Linked DNA regions of Mus musculus: regions 2, 3, 4 and 5 are each linked to region 1. Evidence: chromatin contacts called from public HiChIP or PLAC-seq and promoter capture Hi-C data. All regions are on one chromosome and are shown on one strand. The core of a region is the stretch at or near the end of the contact, and the rest is flanking DNA. Distances in the headings are between cores, read along the strand shown.

Evidence for each region. Promoter capture Hi-C pulls out the DNA fragments that hold promoters and counts their contacts. HiChIP or PLAC-seq counts read pairs in DNA pulled down with a chosen protein or histone mark.
Region 2: a contact with region 1 is called in a promoter capture Hi-C map of second pharyngeal arch cranial neural crest, with 4 times the contacts expected there. The contact joins the promoter of Krt75 here to the promoter of Krt8 in region 1. A contact is called at or near these places in 9 of 39 promoter capture datasets (3T3-L1-derived adipocytes, the C10 cell line, the HPC-7 cell line and 6 more) and 3 of 9 other capture datasets (adipose tissue, embryonic stem cells and liver).
Region 3: an HNF4G HiChIP or PLAC-seq map of pancreatic cancer cells shows a contact between it and region 1. The contact joins the promoter of Prr13 here to the promoter of Krt8 in region 1.
Region 4: an HNF4G HiChIP or PLAC-seq map of pancreatic cancer cells shows a contact between it and region 1. The contact joins the promoter of Myg1 here to the promoter of Krt8 in region 1. A contact is called at or near these places in 1 of 39 promoter capture datasets (liver), 1 of 115 datasets of contacts at active chromatin or transcription factors (pancreatic cancer cells) and 1 of 9 other capture datasets (liver).
Region 5: an H3K27ac HiChIP or PLAC-seq map of trophoblast stem cells shows a contact between it and region 1, with 5 times the contacts expected there. The contact joins the enhancer-like site here to the promoter of Krt8 in region 1. A contact is called at or near these places in 7 of 39 promoter capture datasets (the 3T3-L1 cell line, 3T3-L1-derived adipocytes, the C10 cell line and 3 more), 1 of 15 datasets of contacts at CTCF or cohesin (the NIH/3T3 cell line), 1 of 484 Hi-C or Micro-C datasets (bone marrow-derived macrophages), 5 of 115 datasets of contacts at active chromatin or transcription factors (embryonic stem cells, epiblast stem cells, pancreatic cancer cells and 1 more) and 2 of 9 other capture datasets (embryonic stem cells and macrophages).

The regions. Positions count from the first base shown.
Region 1 is chr15:102,002,986-102,005,685 of GRCm38.p6, reverse strand. Krt8 (keratin 8) reads left to right here and starts at 1,344. Exons shown (of 9, transcript NM_031170.2): 1 at 1,344-1,788. The coding sequence starts at 1,447.
Region 2 is chr15:101,572,639-101,575,338 of GRCm38.p6, reverse strand. Krt75 (keratin 75) reads left to right here and starts at 1,435. Exons shown (of 9, transcript NM_133357.3): 1 at 1,435-2,008; 2 at 2,503-2,700. The coding sequence starts at 1,508.
Region 3 is chr15:102,457,726-102,460,425 of GRCm38.p6, reverse strand. Prr13 (proline rich 13) reads right to left here and starts at 1,256. Exons shown (of 4, transcript NM_001170911.1): 1 at 1,171-1,256; 2 at 280-318; 3 at 1-56. The coding sequence starts at 298.
Region 4 is chr15:102,330,385-102,333,084 of GRCm38.p6, reverse strand. It overlaps Myg1 (melanocyte proliferating gene 1), which reads right to left and starts at 1,376. Exons shown (of 7, transcript NM_021713.2): 1 at 1,132-1,376; 2 at 883-995. The coding sequence starts at 1,344. It overlaps Pfdn5 (prefoldin 5), which reads right to left. Exons shown (of 6, transcript NM_027044.3): 6 at 1,595-1,812. The coding sequence ends at 1,736.
Region 5 is chr15:101,507,791-101,510,490 of GRCm38.p6, reverse strand. No RefSeq gene overlaps it. Among named protein-coding and RNA genes, the nearest start is that of Krt83, 18 kb to the right of the region's middle. Within about 2 kb of position 1,305, at least 6 of the 459 cell types and tissues checked have an H3K27ac peak or open chromatin away from gene starts, as enhancers often do. A contact at or near this core is called in trophoblast stem cells, where this site is marked.

The sequences.
Region 1 (2,700 bases), core at 95-2,594:
TCCACCCAGGCCTGGAGGGCCTTGCTCTGCTCCCCAGTCTCCAACCTCTCACAGGTGCAGGCTGTGCCCCAGCTTGTTCTCCTGACTCACTCTGATAATGGGATAATGAGTTCAGAGAGACAGGTGCAGGGAGACAGGGTACTATCCTCATCACATCTGGCCAGCCTGGGGCCGGGGGCAGAGGAGAAGGGTCCAGGTGGCTGGAGAATGAGTCACCACCAGCAGGGCCATCCCGTTCCAAGGCACCATGAGTCACTGCCCTGGCAGCCTGGGGAAGGTGTCTCCAAAGAAGCGATTGCAACAAAGCCCCTGTGCCTCTATTCTCTGGGGTCTCCCTTTTCTGCCTTGGCCTCTGTCCCTCAGTCTTTGTTATTCCTCGAGGCCTCTGTCTGGTCTGGGGAATTCTCTCGGGTCTGGGTAGGAAAGGAGAATACTGTGCTGTGTCCAGAGAGAAGAGCTGCGTTTGATTTCTCTTTACCTTGCACAAGAGAGAAGACAGCTAGAAGCCTGTGTTTCATTCATTCCTCAAATATCTACCTACCTTCCCACCCCCCTTTGCCAGCCTATGGGTGCAGGATGCTGCACAGGTAGCGGGGTGGGGTAGTGGTGTTAGCTGTAACCTGGGCAGACAAAGCAAACAGGAGCTTGGGAACGAAAGGGCCCTGCTGGTCAGCCTGGCCAGCTCCACCTAAAGGAGGTCTCTTGGAGGTATTAGGAGAGACCAGCCAGAGATGTGGTGGATGAGGCACACCCTCAGTCCTAGTGCTGGCTGGTAAAGGCCGGTGCCGGCTTTGGTTAGGCTTCAGGGTACTTATACCCCCAAAGGGGTTGTGACCCCCCCCCCCCAAGATTCTGAACCACAGGATATTTGATATGTCACCTCTGGGAAAACATAGCTCTATCCCTAGAGGGATTGCAACCCACTGGTGGAGAACCTACAGCATATCTGTTACGTGACTCCCGAGGAAGGGCCCTTCCGACCTTCCTTGAGTTTCAACTTCTAGTGAGTTCTAGTAGCTTGCCTGTGTTGAGTTGAGACCCAGTGTTTTAAACTAAAATGCCTGGGAACCCTTTCAGCCCAAGTAGTTCTCACAGGAGGGCAGGAGATAAGACAGCTTAGGTCAGAGATCCCAGGCTCACTTCCTGCCTTCACAGGGATCAATTGCTCTCTCCTGGATTTTTAGGGTGGGGCTGGAGAGGGATCCCGGGTGGGAACAGCTCTCTGCTGCCCTCACCTGAGTCCCGTCTGGAGGTTGCAGACGTTGGGTTAGGCCCTGCCCTCTAGTGTCTAGCCACTCAGGTAAGAGGCCCTTTTCCCTCCCCTGGGGCTGGCCTCTTCTTTTATAAAGGGCCTTCGCTGGGCGCTGTCCCACCGTCTAGAAGCAGCTGCTTAGCTCGCTCTCGAACCTCCGTCTTCAGCTCACTGCCTTCGCTCCAGACTTCACCATGTCCATCAGGGTGACTCAGAAATCCTACAAGATGTCCACCTCCGGTCCCCGGGCCTTCAGCAGCCGCTCGTTCACGAGTGGACCCGGTGCCCGCATCAGCTCTTCCAGCTTTTCCCGGGTGGGCAGCAGCAGCAGCAGCTTCCGGGGAAGCATGGGCACCGGCGTGGGTCTGGGCGGCTTTGGCGGGGCTGGTGTCGGGGGCATCACAGCCGTCACGGTGAACCAGAGCCTGTTGAGCCCCTTGAAGCTGGAGGTGGACCCCAACATCCAGGCTGTGCGCACTCAGGAGAAGGAGCAGATTAAATCCCTGAACAACAAGTTCGCCTCCTTCATTGACAAGGTGAGACCCCTCTCTTCCCGACTAACCGTCCTGCGCTCGCTCTTTCTTCTGCTGACACAGAGATGCGTACATCTCTCCTCGCACCCCCCATGAGCTCCTGTTGGGACCCACCCATTCTGGCCACACTCTCTTCTACTTCTCTCATACCCTTTGGCTTGGGCCCAGAGGGTCTGAAGTGCTTGTGACTAAATCTTGGAGCACCTTCCCATTCACTGGAGGGCCTGGTCCCTTCCCTGTGGCTTTGCTCTCTGGTGGCGGGGACGCCCCCTCGCCCCCCCGCCCCCAACTGCCCCAAGGTTTCCTCATGGTGCCCCGTGCATTGTGTATTTTTCTATCTTCCTGTTAAATAATGGAGGGCGGTGTAAGGATTTTAGAAGGTTTCAGGTGTCTTGATTGAACCCGACAAACGCATATGGAGGTCTTTGGTGCCCAAGGCTAGAGAGTGGGGGCTCCAGGCTGAGTCACTGCTCGGCCCCTGCCCTGCTCCAGTGGGCGGGGCCGCTGTAGAGCCAGGGCGGAGGTCTTGGGTCTGCCCTTCCACCAGGAGTGGGGTGGGGTGGAGGGGAGGGTGAGTCTCAGGGCTCCGCCTCGGGAAGGCCCGTGCGAGATTCAAAGTCTGCGGGCGTTGGACACTCCGCTCCTGTTTCACGACCTGTTAAGACCGGAGTTTATGGCCTCAGATAGCGTCGGCCTACCCACGCCCCTCTGCGAGCTTGGCCCTTGTACCCCTTTCACTCTTTCTACGGTGGCTCCGCCCCAACTGCCTGGTTCCTTTGCAAGCCGAAAGCCAGGCCAGGTTTTGCAGTCCTGTGGCACAGTGGCCTTCGTGGCCCCGGGACGATTGGCCCTTTTTTGCTGACTGGCTCCTGAGAGGCGGTGTGGGAACGGGAGGAGGGAAAACACGGGGCTGAG
Region 2 (2,700 bases), core at 186-2,685, 430 kb after region 1:
CATGCCCTGGTGTAGAACGTGAGGCAGTCAAGGTGAACGAGAGGTCAACAACATGGCTCTGAGAAAAAGTACTTGCTCTGCAAGCCCGATGACCTGACCCGAGCTTCATCCCTGGATCCTGTGGTCAAAGAAGAGAACTCTTGAAAATTGCCATTTGATCACCACACATGTGCTATCGTGTGTGTGCAGCAGACACACACACACACACACACACACACACACACACACACACTAATAATAATAACAACGGCTTCTCCAGTAACTATCACTTGGAGCTGCTCTGATGAGAGAAATAAGAATTGGATAAGAATAAGGATACAGGTCTTCAGAACCGAATAGTCTGGGAGACTTCCAGAAGATAGCCTCAAAGATAGTGTTACTATGTATACCATTTTGTTCAAAGTTACCCAGCATGCTTCAGTTTTGCCTTCCCAACAGGACCCTGAGCTTACTGATAAAAATCAAGAATGTGTGTTACATTTCTTCCAAACCCTCACAGGACTCACTCAAGGATGAACATGTGGCCAGTCATTCATGAATACCTGTCTTATCTGCCGAAGACTGACACAGTGGACCTATCCTCTGCATTTATATGGCTGAAGCACTGTGAAAGCAGTTTTCATATGCGAATACTCTCCATAAACTCATTCCGCAGACACACACTGAGCCTCAGAAAAGTTGTATCATCAGTACAAGGACCCACTGCCCAGTGCACTACTGGACCAGCCACTGGAGGGGTTGGAATCCAAACCCAAGTGTTTCTGTTCCCACTCCTGTCCACAGACGACAGAGTGACAAACAGCCTTCAAAGGCAAAGATGGGCACAGACATGGCATCCATGTGTGTGCATATCGACACAAGTGCTACAGGAAATCACATGATACCCAGCAGGCATGAATGATTTGGAGCAAAATTAAAGGGCCATTCATGTTGTGTGGAAGCCTAAGGAAGATGAACACCAACCTGGAGGACCAGCCTTATAGGCTGGAGAAGCTGCTGAGAAAATGCTCCAGCATAAGAAACACGGGAAGGAACAGGAGACAGTGTTGCAGCCGCTTGTGTTGACACAAGATGTTTGGACTGGAGGGAGTTGGTCCTGCGCCTAAGAAAGCGGTTCAAAAATGAGGCAGTGTTTTTGAGTCCATTAGAAGATGCATGGTTAGGACATGACTGAAAGCAATTAAGTTTATTCTCACTGGTCTGCTGATCAAGTTACAACTAGAAAGAAGTTTCCACGTGGGGGAGGGGGAGAGGGAGGCAGCAAACCAACCAACCGGTGGCTTTTTTTTTAATGCCATTTTCTGCGGGGTACTCAGGGTGAGCTCAGGGCTGGCAGATGCCTAGGGGATGCCATCAGCAGGGGCCCCTTCATTAATCAAGCTCCGCCCTTTGGGGGAGGCCCATAAAAGTCTAAGGACCTGCACCTCCCTAACCGCCTGGCTTCTCTATCCCCTTCACGAATCTACGAATCTACCTCGGAGCTCCTGTGCTGCCTTCTTCGCCCATCATGTCCCGGCAATCCACCATCACCTTCCACTCCGGCAGCCGCAGGGGCTTCAGCACAGCCTCAGCCACCACACCTACGGCTGGACGCTCCCGCTTCAGCTCCGTGTCTGTGGCCCGCTCCTCAGGAAACAGTGGGGGACTGGGCAGGATCAGTGGTATTGGTTCTGGCTTTGGAAGCCGCAGCCTCTACAACCTAGGGGGGACCCGGCGGGTCTCCATTGGTGGCTGTGCTGGCAGTGGCTTCAGGGGTGGCTTTGGTGGCAGGACTAGCAGTGGCTTTGGGGGCAGCAGTGGCTTTGCTTATGGAGGTGGCATTGGAGGGGGCTTTGGTGGCCCTGGCTTCTCTGTCTGTCCCTCTGGAGGCATTCAGGAAGTTACTGTCAACCAGAGCCTCCTGACTCCCCTCAACCTGCAAATCGACCCCACTATCCAGCGGGTGCGGAAAGAAGAACGGGAGCAGATCAAGACTCTGAACAACAAGTTCGCCTCCTTCATTGACAAGGTGGGACCTGTGCTCACCCATCCAAGTTCCCAGTGCATGGAGTCACTAGGTGGGGGTGGCTCATCTCTGGAGATAGCAACAATGGGGGAAGGGTCCCCAGGAGAACTTTGCTCAACCAGTGCCATCCATGGACATTCTCAAGTCAGGCCATCTGGCCCACAGGACTCTTAGAGATGCTTCCTTCTCCTCTCTGGGAGTCCCCCTCCAGAAAGAGGGGTTCTAACTATGCTACTACCAAAGTATCAGCATTGAGAAACTCAACCCAGACTCCGTGACTCCTGCTATGTTGGTCCCCATGTCCAGTCCATTAAAATCCTAGAGTCTCTAGGGTACTTCCATGGGCTTTCTCATTTGGAGGTGGATTTATCATAACATAGCCGCTGATCGATCACGGCGTAAAAGCCCCTTTGTGCTTGTCTCCTTTGTTAGCAGGTGTGCCTGTTTCTGCCTCCCCGGCTTCTCAAGTGAGGCTCATTCTCTCTGCTCCCCTGTAGGTACGCTTCCTGGAGCAGCAGAACAAGGTCCTGGAGACCAAGTGGAATCTCCTGCAGGAGCAGGGCTCTAGGACAGTCAGACAGAACCTGGAGCCTTTCTTCGATACATATGTCAATGACCTCCGCCGGCAGCTGGATGGCATCACAGCTGAAAGAGGCAGACTGGATGCTGAACTGAGGAACATGCAGGAGGTTGTA
Region 3 (2,700 bases), core at 7-2,506, 450 kb before region 1:
ACAGGCAGGATTGGAACCTCCTGGGCACACAACTTGGGGTGGATATGGATTCGGTCCTGGAAGAAGAATCCGAGAATAAAGATTAGAACTGTCCGGAACCTCTATCAACACATAATACAAATCACTACCGTTCTTAAGCCTTATGGAAAGGCAGAACTTGGTAACTAGCAGTGGTCCGGTGGCTTTGCTTTTGCTTGGGGCTGCGGGGATAGATAGAAACTTCCTGTTTCATTGCAAAATGGGCTGGGGCAGGTCAGAGGAGAGCCCCCAGGAACTTACCAGCATTAGGATTCCACATGTCGAGATGTTAGCTCAAGCCTAGGAAGTAAACCAGGCAAAGTCTGAAGGTTCCAGGAAGGGAGGAGGATTTTCGAGAACCCGAGCCCCACCCTACAGCCTCCACCCTACCAAGACTCTCACAGATAAACCTCCACTTAAAAATGGGCTGCACTCTGGAAACAGAGGCAGGTGGATCTCTGAGTTCCAGACCAGCCTGGTCGAAAAAGAGTTACAGGACAGCTAGAGCTACCCTGTGTCAAACCCAAAACAAAAGGAAATGAAAAAAAGTTCCCTGCTGGGCGTGGGGGTGCACACCTTTAATACCAGCACTTGGGAGGCAGAGGCAGGCGAATGAGGCCAGCCTGGTCTACAAAGTAAGTTCCAGGACAGCTGGAGCTATACAGAGAAACCCTGTCTCGAAATAACAAAAACAAACAAACAAACAAAAACAAAACAAAAAAAAAAGTTCCCTTTTTCTTTCCCGCATCCTCATAGCCTACTCTAGCCCAGGATTTAAATCACAGGAACTCTCTTCCCAGGGCCCCTCCCACTTTCACTATCTCACCTGGATGGAGAAGTCTCATTTCCCTCTCCCTGGAAAGGGACCGGAGGCCTTTAAGCATCCGTAGTGTGAGATGGGACCTAAACTCCCTGCTCGCCCCGGGGGCACCCCTGAAGTGAAGCTAAAATAAACAAATAAATAAAAATAAATAAATAAACAAACAAATAATCCCATCCTGAATATCAAGAAAGACACTCCAGGTCCCAAAACTCTTAGAACACACACACAACCCCCAAAGAGCAAATGGAGTTCTTAGTTCTCAGGAATAAATGGATCCCTGGCCCAGCTAAGAGGAGAGATGGAATTTGGGAGGCCAGATGCCCTGTCACCTTCCCAGATCGCCAGCCCGCTCCTGTCCTCCTTCTCAGTCTGGGTTCGCACTTCCTGGTCACTCCTATTCATTCTATACTTCCGCACCGCCCCTGTGACCTAGTTAATAATTATGTGATCACTTTGACACGATGATTGGAGAACTGACTTGTCAATCGCTGTGGTCCAACTAAACAAGGAGGAAACCGTTGCGCTGGCCGCCAGGCGGAGCCTTAGGGAGAAAACATTGCGTTGTGAAATACATACAGGTGAAATACGGAGACGCAGCGGAAATGCTCCTTAGGGCGGGACCGAGGCGGGGTCAGCTCCAAGCAAGGACCTGAGCCAACGAGATAAACTCTCACTGTTTTTTTTTGTTGTTGTTTTGCTTAAATTTTAAGATTTTTTTTTTTAATGTGTATGAGTGTTTTGCCTCAGTGTATGTGCACCAAGTGCCTGCTTGATGGGTAGACTTGTCTGTAACCTAGCATTTTGGAAATGGAGGAAGAGAATCAGAATTTAAAGACAATATTAGCTTCTTAGGGAACCCTACATAAAACCTCAGAGAGAGCTCTGTCATGATGGCACAACACCTTTAGTCCCTGAACTCAGGAGGCAGAGGCAGGTGAATCTCTGAGTTTGAAACCAGCATGGTCTGCATAGTGAGTTCCAAGACAGCCAGAGCCACACAGACCAGCCCTGTCTCTGACTCGGAAAATAACAACAAAAACAAACAAACAAAAAAAGGCCTCAGAGAACAAAAGGAGGAAGTTCTGCTGAGTCCCAGCCCTGGGCTTCAATGTTGCCAGCTGCTAGAACCACAGCCTGTGGTTCTTTTTTTGTAGAAAGATAAGAGACAGGGTTTCAATGTGTTCAGCAGATGGTGCAGTTATAGTTTCATGTCATTGTTCTGGGTAACTAAGTGAATTCATTTTTGGTTTTGATGTTTTTGAGACAATCTACCAGTATGACTTGGGTTGACTTTGGATGAAAAGCAGTCATCCCATATCTCTCTCTCTCTCTCTCTCTCTCTCTCTCTCTCTCTCTCTCGGGTGCTAGAAAAACAAAAGCAAGCCACAACTCTCAGAATTTTTTTTTTTTGGTTTTTCGAGACAGAGTTTCTCTGTATAGCCCTGGCTGTCCTGGAACTCACTTTGTAGACCAGGCTGGCCTCGAACTCAGAAATCCACCTGCCTCTGCCTCCCGAGTGCTAGGGTTAAAGGTGTGGGCCACCAAGCCCAGCTAACCCCAGCACTTTGCAGATAGGGCTTACAGGATCCTGAGTTCAAGGTCACCCTTGGCAACACAGAGAGTTTTAGGTCATCCTGCGCTACATGAGACCCTGTTCATAGATAAAATGATGAATAAATCAAGGACTTTCCCACAAGCCACACAAGGCCTGGACCTTAGCTGTCTACATTCCTCTCCCCACCCTCTACACTTTTATTTTATTTTATTTTATTTTATTTTATTTTATTTTTTTTTATTTTTTTTCCAAGACAGGGTATTCTCTGTATAGCCCTGGCTGTCCTGGAACTCACTCTGTAGAC
Region 4 (2,700 bases), core at 127-2,626, 330 kb before region 1:
GCCCATTTCCATGTCTGCTGCTGTGATGAGACACCTGACAAAAATCAACTTCAGAGGCAAAAAATGTTTATTTTAGCTCACAACATCACAACATCCCATCACAGAGGGGAAGGTGGGAGAAACTTAGAATGGGGAGTCACATCTCACCCAGACAAGAGCAGAGAGACAAGTGCATGCAGGCTGCTAGTGCTTGGCCATCTTCCTTCGCTCACACAGCCCAGGGATTAGTGCCTCCCACAGTGGGCAGGGCCTTACAGGGCAATCAAAGACACCCTACAAACACGGCCAACCCCATCTGGATACCCCCTCAACGGACCGATTCCCAGGTGATTCTAGAATCGAAATTTTATCAAACTGATAACTAACCATCATGGGGCTGGAGATGGCTAAAAGAGCTGGCTGCTCTTGCAGAGGAGGCAGGTTCAATTCCCTGCATCCACGCGGTGTCTCATGACTTCTTTAACTCCAATTCCAGGGGATCCTGATACCTTTTTTCCGTCCTCCTTGGACACCAATGCATTTGATGTACAGACATGAATGCAGACAAGACACCCCTACTCTTAAAGTAGAATAAAAACAAAGCAAAAGGCCACCTCAGTAGATTATCCTTGAACTAGAAGGATCCAGCAGCTTGTGGCAAGGACAAGTGAATGGAAAACTGCCAGTGTGAAAAAAAGTTATGGCGGGAGGGACCTGAGGGAGGTTCCAGGCCAAGGAGCAGGCTCGAAGCGAGCTTTAATTCCCAGAGCGATAAATTGCTTGACTTCAACGATGAGGAGGCAGTGGTCTTTGCTGTCATGAACTTGGGCAGTGGGTGGTGGGATTGGAGCACTAAAGCTAAATCAAGAAAGTCAAGAGAACAGGCAGCGAGTGTGAACTCACCTCTGGTGATGATCATAACGGTGACTCTGGGGGTTGTACTCACCGCCCACATCCACCACGATGTCACACGAAGCCAACTTTTCAGGATCCCGAGTCCGCACAATCTCTGCGTTCTGCAGGCACAGAGGAAGGGGCTGTCAGGTAGGAGTCAGGATTAAAGTTGGGTTTCCAGGGCGTGCGTCTCGGGGAAGGCGGTTCTCAGGCCATTGCAGCATCAGAGGGGACCGGGTTAGGTTCGCAGGTCCGTACCGCGTACTCGGGCAGGAGGCGGAGCAACGCGCAAGCCAGAGCTTCATCGCAGTGGAAGGTGCCGTTGTGCGTCCCGATTCGGGGCGGTGCCATGAGGTTGTTGCGAGGTCTTTTAGCGGGCGGATCCTGCTCTGAGCCAAGCATGCGGTGCTGGGCTTGGAGAACTGACCGGAGCGGCAATGTTAAGATACCACGCAGGAAACGTCTACCCATATAGTTCCCTCCAAGGGAAGGTCGACCCGGAAGAGGAAGTGTCAGGCACAGCTTCACTTCCGCCCGCCATCCGTCCCCATGGCAACAACACTGTGCACTACTTAGCGCAAAACCTTTTTACAGGTCCCCAAACCTCTGGTTGGAACCTCTATAAGGCCGTGTGGCTAGGGGGCTCTTGGCAAAAGTACACCTCCTGGGCACTCCCAGTTCAGCACCAGGCCCTTGTTTAATGCAAGAATAGACCACCCCATTTGCGCAGCGGTCACATTTATTAACATTAAACACAAAACACTCTCTTCCCAGGCCACTTTCCCAGGAGGCCATTGCCGGAAAAAGTCCCAGGCCCCTTGAAGAAGGGTCCCTCACTCTGCTTCATTTCTGCAGTGCACTCTCAGGCTTTGACCGTGGCCTGCGCTGCCCCCAGGGCTGTGAGCTGCTGAATCTTCTGGCTCATCATTTCCATGACAGCTACAAGAAAAGAAGGAGCAGTCACAGCCTAGTGAGAACCCAGGGCTAAGAACACTGCCGTTAAACTGTGGGGGACACAAACACACAGACTTAGAGTCTACAGGGTTGTCAGTATGCTAACCACTGGAATGTAAAAATAAACAAAATGTTAACCATAAGCAGAAAAGACTGTCAGACTGGAGGCCATATTCAATCCCTAACACCACTCAAAAAATAAATCAGGAGGCTGCGCCAAGTAGACTGGCTATAGAATCTAGGCTATTTTCTTTTCTTCTTTTTTTTTTTACGGTTTTTCAGACAGGGTTTCTCTGTATAGGCCCGGCTGTCCTGGAACTCACTCTGTAGACCAGTCTGGAAATCAGAAATCTGCCTGCCTCTGCCTCCCGAGTACCGGGATTAAAGGCGTGCGTGCCACCACGCCCAGCTTATTTACAGCCATTTCATCCCGAATCATTAACAGGAATCTTTCTTCTCAGTCATTCAAACACTTACATACGTTACATCACTTTCAGAATCTAGATAATAACACGCCAGATATCAAAGAGAAACAGAAACATCTTTCACGTTGTTGCTTGTTTTGAGACAGGCTCTTTACATAGTCCTGGCTGTCCTCAAACTCACTGAGATCTGCCTCCCACAGAGACATGGTTTTAACCTGGAGGAGATGTCCTCAAGTCTCATGCTACAATCCATATTCTTCCTTCATACTTGTATGGGGTGTGGGCATGTGTCCACCACTAGGCATATGTGATGTGTGGAGGAGACCAACGGAGAACATGAGGCGTCTTGTTGTGCTTTGTCGTTCTCTGCCTACCCCTTGAGACAGGGTCTTTATTGAGCCTCACCAATTCAACTAGGCTGGCCAGCCAGTGAACTCCTAGGATCTAT
Region 5 (2,700 bases), core at 56-2,555, 500 kb after region 1:
ATCTGGTTAGCAGGAGAAAGCCTTCCCACCAACATTTACTCCAGTGTGGCAAAGGAGAGGAGTCACACGGGCCTCCTCCAAATGTGGTGCCACCCCAGCAGTAGGCCAACTTTTCTGGTTCTCCACAGCCAGACTTCCCATCCTGATGTCTGGATAGCTGAGGTCTCCAGGCATGGAATCCTGTCTCACAGGAAAAGCAAACTGCTTCCCTGCAGCCCCAGTGGTGCACACATGCACATGCACACACACAAAGCTGCAGAACTTGACTGCTTATTGGAGAGTGATTAATAAACAAGCCATATTCCTCTGGTGCCGTCCCTAGGGCCTTTTCCTGCCCACTCCCACTGGAGACGTTTGCCCCCTACCTGCTCTTCAGCCCTGGTTTCTGGTGCCTCCTCCTTCTGTTCCTCTCCTCCGGTCTCTGTTGCTCTGTGTCCTATGCACTCCACCCACACTGGGAGCTCTTCTCTCCTTCCCCTGAGCCCTAGAGCAGTCTGGGGAACTAGGAGCTGAGGCTAAACAGCAGAAGTAGACAGCAGGTGGTCAGAGCTGACTCTGGAGGGGTACACTTGAGGCTCAAGGTGAGAGGCTGAAGATTTTATAGGCCTTGGTGGATGGAACAGAGGTTTTTGGGTGAGAACAAATGTGTCTATTTCAGCAAAATTGTTTCTGTCAGCTTGTAGCATTGATTCCCACAGTACTGTAATATAAGAAGGCTATAGAAAATACACTAAGGGCTGATGTGGTAACGACCTGCAGTCCTCCCCGTCTGTCTCTTGCATCTTTTTATATCATTCCTATAGTCATCCTCACTCCCTCTCAGAGGACCGTTCTACTTTGTGCCAGTGGACCGAATCAGAGGAAGAGCACTGGACACCAGTACTGATGACCACGTCCTCTGGGCCACGAGAGATGGGGGAACCGAGGTCCTCACAGACATTCCACTACCCTTGGAATGGCTCATACCTGTGGACAGAGACAAAAGATCCGAAATTGAGCAAGCCAACTCAGTCAGCCAACAGGTTCTCCAGCACAGGAGTGAGGATTAAAAAGAAAAAAAAGACAATTAGACAACATTGACAACATTGTAGTATGACCCCAGCCAGTTCTGAGGCTGAGGTGGGTTTATTTCTTCCCCAATCTGCTTTTATACCATTTTAATTACATGCCATTAATAAGGGCAAGCAGTACAACAAACAGAAATAGTCAAAGAACAAGCAAGGCAATAAAGTCCCAGGGTCACTCCGGAGATCGATGTTTCTAAGGGCTTATCAGGATAATCAAGATATCTGAGCCTACTTCCCTGTCCTGGCCCAAAGTCACATTCATGCCTGAAGTCTACTTCTTTGTTCTAGCCTAAAATTAGATTCCTGCCTGAGCTTACTTCCTTGTCATGGCTCAAGGTCAGATTCCTGCCAAGCAGCCCCAAAAAGTTCTCTACAAGAAATCTCTTCATAACAGAAGTTGTGTAACCCAGAATCATCACCCTGCTGCTGGGCCTCCAGCTTACAGCACTGGGGAGAGAGGCGGGAAGGGGTTTGGAAAGGATTGGGGATTCCCTGTGGGTTGTCAATGTCCTTGGTCACATTATTCCCTGACACGTAAAATGGTCACCTTTAGCTGTGTGGTGGTACACACCTCTAATCCCAGCACTTGGGAGGCAGAGTGCTGGGATTATAGGTGGGTATCACCACGTCTAGGCCTCTTTTCCTTTATTTTTGTGACACTTTATTATAAAATTTATTTGATTTCACATGTGAGCCAGCAGAGGGAAGAAATGTTAACACTGGGGTAGCCCTGACAGTAATTAGTGGCATTGCTGTATATCTGTATGCCAACGTTTATTTACGAGGTTTACAAATGTTATGTTATTCACCTTCAGACTGACTCTGCAGGCTTGTCAGGACATGCACGGTTGTCTCCACTCTGCAGAGAAGAGAAAGACTCAGAGCAGCTGTGACTTGTCTAGTTATCCGCTGGGAAGGGCCAAGTACAAATTACAGATGCTTCTGTTCTGGGTCTCAACCTGTGACCCACGGAGTCCAGCATGCTGGAGGAAGAGCCTGCCTGCAATGGACACCAGCTGGCCGCCGCATCTCCCCACTTCCTCCATGAAGACTGCATATGAGCCACACGACAGTGGGGCCCTTTCCCACAAGTCTTTAGCTCCTCTATGACATGTGATAAATCTTCCATCGAGGTCGAGAAGAAGGTGGAAACTGAGTCAGGAATGTATGCAAAGTCAGTATTGTGGCATCACAAGTCCAGGGCCACGCTGTCTTTTCCTTATTTCATGCAGAAAAAATAAATTAGAAACTTCTTTGATGTATGTACAAAAAAATAAAGTTCAAAATTGACCAGTGATCTCAATGATCCGAGTGTGAGAGGAGGTGGTGTCAATCTAGTTGTGGGAGAAAGGCAGAGAACGTCACAAACACTGTGGAGTTCCTGCAACACAGAGGACATCTCTAATCCCGTGGAGTTCCTACACAGAAGACATCACTAATACTGTGGAGCTCCTCCTTAGAAGCCCTTAAAGGAAGACCCAACAGACTTGGCCACATTCAGGCTGAAGGTTTCTGTTCAATAACAGACATCAAGCAAAGAAAGCAGACATAAGTAGACTGGTGGAGACCAGTGCCTGCTTCATGAGACACCAAAGGGTTACAGGTGAATGGAAGGACGAGGTGAAGTTGCAGA